Linked DNA regions of Callithrix jacchus: region 1 is linked to region 2. The links are chromatin contacts, called in public Hi-C maps. All regions are on one chromosome and are shown on one strand. Each heading gives the region's core, a stretch centred on a gene start, on an enhancer-like site or on the middle of the called end of the contact. The rest is flanking DNA. Distances are from core to core; before and after follow the strand shown. Region 1 holds the start of PIRT (phosphoinositide interacting regulator of transient receptor potential channels). Region 2 has its middle 29 kb from the start of TMEM238L.

Region 1 (3,576 bases), core at 391-2,890, 71 kb after region 2:
TTTCTTTTTTTTTGAGATGGAGTTTTGCTCTTGTCGCCCAGGCTGGAGTGCAATGGTGTGATCTTGGCTCACTGCAACCTCTGCCTCCCGGGTTCAAACAATTCTGCTGCCTCAGCCTCCAAAGCAGCTGGGATTACAGGCACGCGCCACCATGCCCAGCTAATTTTTTGTACTTTTAGGAGAGACAGGGTTTCACCATGTTGGCCAGGCTGGTCTTGAACTCCTGACCTCGTGATCCGCCCATCTTGGCCTCCTAAAGTGCTGGGATTACAGGTATGAGCCACCGCGCCCCGCCCAAGTCACTTTCTTTATTGCTGATCTCAGGAGCAACTGAACTTGGAACCCAGTTATACTCTCCCTCCTGCTCATGCCAAGGCAGGAGAATGAGTAAATAGGAGGTGACTGCCCTGAGCAGGAGTTTCTCCAGGACCCTGGGTATCTCTTGCCAATGCCAGTGCAGAGGGGGAGTGAGGTTCTAACCAGGGAAAGGAGTTCAGGGTGGGTTGTCAGCACTGGCTGTGGGTGACAAAACTGACAAAGAGGTGCCTATGCTGACAGCCTCCAGGGGGGTTCTGTCCCTTCTCTTTCTCGGCGCACATAATTGAGCATATAATTGACATCCTTGTCTTTCACTGTTTGCTTTGCTATCTTTTTATTACAGTCCAGTAACCATTAGGTAGCTCATTATCCTAACCAAACAAACAGCAAGCAGAAAGAAAACACCACCACTTTTGTAAACGATTGGAAACTATGCTCAGAGGGAGTCCCAGCCCCCTCCCAAACTGTGCCCAAGAGCAGAGCAAGATGCAAAGCCAGCGGAAGTAAGGGGGGAGGCAGGCTGGGAGGGAGGGGCTCCAGCCCCGGGGTGGGGGTAGGGTTGGCAGTGGAGGAGGAGAGGCCCCCTTTGCCCACAAGACTCTAGGCTCCTTCCAAGGGGGGCAAGAAGCCCCTTTTGTTACCCAGAGCCCAGGAAAGTCATGCAAAGCAATTACCCAACTTAGGCAGCCCGGGGAAGGGCCACCACCTTCCACCTGCTGCCCCTCCCACTGCGTTTGTCTTTGCCTCCTTTCCCTTCCCATCGGGGGCCTTGGCCAAGGAGATGGGATTCTGTGACCCTACGTCTCTGCTGGTCTGGTCCTCTTGGCCCTCTAGAGACACTCAAGTACGGTTGTCTCTCTGACTCTGGCTGGGCTCCGGCAGCTGTCTTGAGGCCACCTAGCGTCTAAGACGTTATCCTTAACCTCCGGCCCCCTTCTCTTCTTGCCTCTTCTGAAGTTTTAACTTGTTCCTGTCTCTCTTCCTCCTGTCTGCTGCAGCCCCACACAGCAGACAATTCTCAAGGTGTCCTGGGGCGGAGCCTCCTCCTGTTTCTCGGCGCATATAACTGAGCAGTGGTGTGGGAGACAGCAGCCCGCTGCGCTCTGCGCGGGTTGTCGCGAGCGCTAAGAAGGCGAGGGTAATTGTATCTGGGGAGGTGGGGACGGGGAGCTGGGGACATGAAGAACGAAGGGACTGGTGGAGCTTACCAGAAGTCGGAGTGGGAGTGAGGGAAGAAGGAACATCTTTCTTGGTGTCGGGGACGGGTTTCCAGGGAAGTCGTTATCTGCTGGCGCCTGCCCCTCCTGAGGGGGCGTCAATCCCAGGAAGTAGCTGGGGTTGGGTGGGACGCGGTGCCCAGGCGCGGGGCTTTGGCCGAGGGCGGAAGTGGCCTCCTCTTGGGGTGCGCCTGCCACCTAGTGGTGAAGATGAAGCAGTGCTGCTATCTCAAATCGACTTGAAGTATTCCTTCGCTATCTGTCTCTGGCCTGGTAATTCACAGTGAACTGGAAATTAGAAAATCGATTTTCACATTTTGCTGATAAATACTATTGGATAAATTAAATAGCATTTATCATCAACAATATTCATTGCAATTTCAAAATGTCAAATAATTAAGACTACTAGCTTTTAAATAATTTAAGATTCATGTAGTCATGTATGCATCTTACCGTCAAATATTTATTACATAGATCTATTATATACCGGACACTGTTTTAAGCTAGGCATTGGGAATAAAGAGAACTATTCGATTTATGTGCAAAAGCAGGCAACTAAACCAGCAATTCAAATCCAAACTCTTCAATACAACCATGTCTGTGCTGTGCAATCAAGGATACAAGGGAGAGGCTTGGCAACACGGGAAACCTTCCTACAAGCAAGCAAGCAAGCAAGCAAGCAAAAACCAAAAAAGTTAGCCAGACATGGTAGCGCACATGTGTAGTTCCAGCTACTTGTGTGGCTGAGGTGGGAGAATAGTCTGAGCCCAGGAGGTCGAGGCTGCAGTGAGACGAGATGGCACCACCATAGCCCAGCCTGGGTGACAGAGCAAGCCCTTGTCAAAAATAAATAAATAAATAAATAAATAAGGGCGAAAGGAAGGAGGGAAGGAAGGAAGGAAGAAAGAAAACACAAAGGAAGATTGGCATAGGGTGGTGATGGGAGAGGCTTCCTCAAAAAGTTAATGGTTGGTCTCAGCATTTAGGGAGGTCAAGGTGGATGGATCAGTTGAGCTCAGAAGCTCGAAACCAGCTTGGCCAACATGGTGAAACCCCAACTCTACAAAAAATACAAAAATTAGCTGGGTATGGTGGCACATGCCTGTAGTCCTAGCTACTTGGGAAGTTGAGGCAGTACAATCACTTGAACCCAGGAGGCAAAGGTTGCAGTGAGCAGAGATCCCACCACTAAACTCCAATCAGGACAATGAGTGTGAAACCCTGTCTCAAAAAACAACAACAACAACAAAATAAAACAAACAAATGAAGGTTGATGGTTAGGATGAGCCTTGAAGAACATATAGAAGCCAAGAAAAGTGATGGAGGTGATAGAGGTAGTAGTGATTGTGGTAGAAGTAGGGTTGATGATGAAAATGAAGGTGGTAGTGGAAGTGGAGGTGATGGTGGAGATGGAAGTGGTGGTGGAGATGGAGGTGGCGGTGGTGGAAGTGGAGGTGGTGGTGGAGATGGAGGTGGCGGTGGTGGAAGTGGAGGTGGTGGTGGAAGTGGAGGTGATGGTGGAGATGGAGGTGGTGGTGGAAGTGGAGGTGATGGTGGAGATGGAGGTGGTGGTGGAAGTGGAGGTGATGGTGGAGATGGAGGTGGTAGAGGTGATGGTGGAGATGGAGGTGGCGGTGGTGGAAGTGGAGGTGGTGGTGGAAGTGGAGGTGATGGTGGAGATGGAGGTGGTGGTGGAAGTGGAGGTGATGGTGGAGATGGAGGTGGTGGTGGAAGTGGAGGTGATGGTGGAGATGGAGGTGGTAGAGGTGATGGTGGAGATGGAGGTGGCGGTGGTGGAAGTGGAGGTGGTGGTGGAAGTGGAGGTGATGGTGGAGATGGAGGTGGTGGTGGAAGTGGAGGTGATGGTGGAGATGGAGGTGGTGGTGGAAGTGGAGGTGATGGTGGAGATGGAGGTGGTAGAGGTGATGGTGGAGATGGAGGTGGCGGTGGTGGAAGTGGAGGTGATGGTGGAGATGAAGGTGGTGGTGGAAGTGGAGGTGATGGTGGAGATGGAGGTGGTAGAGGTGATGGTGGAGATGGA
Region 2 (3,615 bases), core at 151-2,650:
CAGACCAGCCTGACCAACATGGTGAAACTCCATCTCTACTAAAAATATGAAAATTAGCCAGGCATGGTGGTGGGTGCCTTTAATTCCAGCTACAGGGGAATCGCTTGAACCTGGGAGGTGGAGCCTGCAGTGAGCCAAGATAGCACCATTGCACTCCAACCTGAGCAACAAGAATGAAACTCCATCTCAAAAAAAAAAAAAAAAAAAAGAAAAAGAAAATGCTCTAGCATGGATGATAGATCACACAATCATTTTTTTTTTCTTATTTCTGTGTCATGGATCATTTTCCTAAACAAATCTTTCCCTGACCACAATCCCAAGGCAACTGCTGCTACTTCTGGCTGCCATAGTGCCTGAGCTCATTTATCACCGTCTCTTTTTATCCTATAAATGCCTGTTTGTTTGTAAAGTCTCCTCCTTTAGACTATGGCCTCCTTGAGGTTGACGTGTGTTATACTCCTTTGGATCCCCAAAGTTTAGCACTGTGCCTTGTAGAAACGTTTGTTGAATGATTACATCAATTTATTGTTTCCTCATGCAACTGAGGACAGTGTTTCCCATACGCGGCAGCACCAGAATTTCCAGGGGTGTTTTGTTAACCAGCTTCCCAGGTAATTCCAATACAGTGACATACTGGAGGCAGCTGGCACTGGCTGGTAAGAGCTGTTTCTGAGTATCTTCTCCCAACTCTGTGTCCAGTGACAACGCATTGGTAGTTTGAAATGGAGCACAGTGGGAGTATTTACACCATGATATCAGCAAATGCTACAAATCCGGGCTTTTGAGAGCCTGTTTACCTGCTCACCACCAAGTCTGCTCATCTCTGGCCCAAAGACTAATGCCAGAGAATTGTTGACTGAGGGTGAGGTTGGCAAACTATGCCTGCTTTTGTACTACCCATGAGATAAGAACAGATTGTAATACTTTAAAAAGCTTGTGAAAGAGGAAGAAGGTGAAGGAGAAAAGGAGAACAAACAGAAGGAAGATGGGGAGGAGGAGGAGAAGAGGAAAGAAGAGGAGGATGAGGAAGAGGATAAGGAAAAATAGAAATAGTGACAGCGACTGTATGTGGCCTGCAAGGCTTAAAATGTTTCATATCCAGCTGTTTATGGAAGAGTTTTGCTGACCCCTGACCTAGGGAAGCTCCTTAACTCTGACTGCCTAGGAAAATCACCTTGGAGAGCTTTTAATAATTCTGATGCTTGGACCTCACAATGCCTGAGGTGGGGTTGCAGGAATCCTTATGTTTTAACAACTTCCCAGGGAACTCATGCTTTTCTCTTTGGAGTCCCAGGTCTCCTGGCTCCCACCCTCTCTCCCTATTCCCTCAGCTTGCTTCCATTGCCATGTCCAGCCTGGTCCTAGCCACCCCTGAGTCCCAGAGTGAGGGTCTCTGTAGAGTTTCCATGGATCTGAAAGGTGTTTCATCTGGAAACAAGGGAGAGGAGTGAGTGAAGCCTCAGGGTGGGCATAACTTCAGCCTGGAGGAGTGAGAAGGTGCTGATAGCTGAGCAATGTTTTGCTTATCCCCTGACTTCTAGTGCTTGGAGGGCACCAAAGACATTGGGCAGAAATACTCTTACTGTCTGGGCATTGTGGCTCATGCCTGTAATTCCAGTGCTTTGGGAGGCCAAGGTGGGTGGATCACTTGAGGTCCAGACTTTGAGACCAGCCTGGCCAACATGGTGAAACCCCATCTCTACTAAAAATACAAAAATTAGATGGGTGTGCTGGCGGGTGCCTGCAATCCCAGCTACTCAGGAGGCTGAGGCAGGAGAATTGCTTGAACCCAGGAAGTGAAGGTTGCAGTGAGCCGAGAATGCACCACCGCACTCCAGCTTGGCGATAGTGAGATTCAGTCTCAAAAAAAAAAAAAAAAGAAAGAAAGAAATACTCTTACTTTGGGGCTAACTAGATGTTGAGTTGTTCATCATGCATGTCTGAGGCAGGTAGGAGCATTTGGGAATTTGATTCACATCTCACTGAGTACTCCAGGGAAGGAAGTGGGTATAGGGTCTTGGAAGACCCACCCTTCACCTGCCATATATGTGCCTGCTTATCTTGAAGTATGACTATGAAGGAATGTGGTGAATTATTATTATTATTATTACTGTTACTTTGAGATGGAGTCTCACTCTTTCGCCCAAGCTAGAGTGCAGTGGCATGCCCTTGGCTCACTGCAACCTCTGCCTCCCAGGTTCAAGCGATTCTCCTGCCTCAGCCTCCTAAGTAGTTGCAATTACAGGAGCGTGCCACCACACTCAGCTAATTTTTGTATTTTTAGTAGAGACAGGGTTTCACCATGTTGGCCAGGCTGTCTTGAACTCCTGACCTCAGGTGATCCACCCACCTCGGCCTCCCAATATGCTGGTATTACAGGTGTGAGCCACCGCGCCTGGCTGAATTATTTTTGACAAACATACCAGAGTCAATAATACAATCCAGGGTACTTGGGTAGAACACACAGTTCTGGAATGCTACCACTACTCCAGCAGTTGTGAAACTTCTTTGGGAGCACTTCCAGAGCTTGCCGCAAATTCTTCTGAATTTCTTCTATGTTGGTAATTTTTCGCTGAGAATAGATTACTCTTTAGAAAAGGCTAAAATTCAGTCAGAAACAAGTAATTAATGTAATTTGGGATTGAAAAATCCAATAATTTACATAAAATGAGGACATTGGATATATACATAGGCTGCAATGATTAAGAGTTTGGGTTCTGGGGTGGGCAAGGTGGCCCATGCTTGTAATCCCAGAGCTTTGGGCAGCAGAGGCAGGACGATCACTGAAGGCCAGGAAGGAGTTTAAAACCAGTCTGGGCAACATAGCAAGACCCTACAAAAATGGTTTACATTTTTATACCCTACAACATAGCAAGTCACTACAAAAAATGTTTTAAAATTGGCTGGGGGCAGTGGTGTGTGCCTACAATCCCAGCTACTCAGGAGGCTGAGGTGGGAGGATGGCTTGAGCCCAGGAATTCAAAATTACAGTAAGCAATGATGTCACTGTAGAGTGTACACTGTGTACAGTGTCGCTGCACTCAATCCTACGTGACAGAATGGAGACCCTAGGGTTCTGCAGCTACATTGCCTGGGTTCAAAGCCAAGTCTTCATCACTTAAAATAGCAGCACAAACCTCATCAAGTTTATTTTTCTTACCTATCCCATGGGGATTAACTAGCAGCACAAACCTCATGGTGTCTTATTTTTCTTACCTATCTAATGGGGCTTAAACAAATATTTTCCTCACAGATTTGTTGCAAAGATGAAATGAATTTGTGTATGCATTTATATATACACGTATGTGGCTAGGATCTTTATGGCTGTTACTGGAGTCCATGTGCGGTACATAATAGCTTGGAGGATATTAAAAAAAAATTTTTAGAGATGTTTTGGGCAGTAGCAGCAGCATGACTGTTTCAGGCCTGCAGCTTTGCAGCTTGGCTGTTTTTTTTTTTTTTTATTGGATTATAGGTTTTGGGGTACATGAGCAGAGCATGCAAGACAGTTGCGTAGGTACACACATGGCAGTGTGCTTTGCTTTTCTTCTCCCCTTCACCCACATTTGGCATTTCTCCCCAGGCTATCCCTCCCCACCTCCCCCTCCCACTGGC

The links. A called contact is a pair of places that touch in the nucleus more often than the background predicts.
Region 1: a Hi-C map of induced pluripotent stem cells shows a contact between it and region 2, with 2.4 times the contacts expected there. The contact joins the promoter of PIRT here to the enhancer-like site in region 2. A contact is called at or near these places in 3 of 3 Hi-C or Micro-C datasets (induced pluripotent stem cells and skeletal muscle).

Annotation. Positions count from the first base shown.
Region 1 is chr5:77,293,893-77,297,468 of calJac240_pri, forward strand. PIRT (phosphoinositide interacting regulator of transient receptor potential channels) reads right to left here and starts at 1,641. Exons shown (of 3, transcript XM_078373041.1): 1 at 1,527-1,641.
Region 2 is chr5:77,223,156-77,226,770 of calJac240_pri, forward strand. No RefSeq gene overlaps it. Among named protein-coding and RNA genes, the nearest start is that of TMEM238L, 29 kb to the right of the region's middle. Within about 2 kb of position 1,401, at least 3 of the 16 cell types and tissues checked have an H3K27ac peak or open chromatin away from gene starts, as enhancers often do.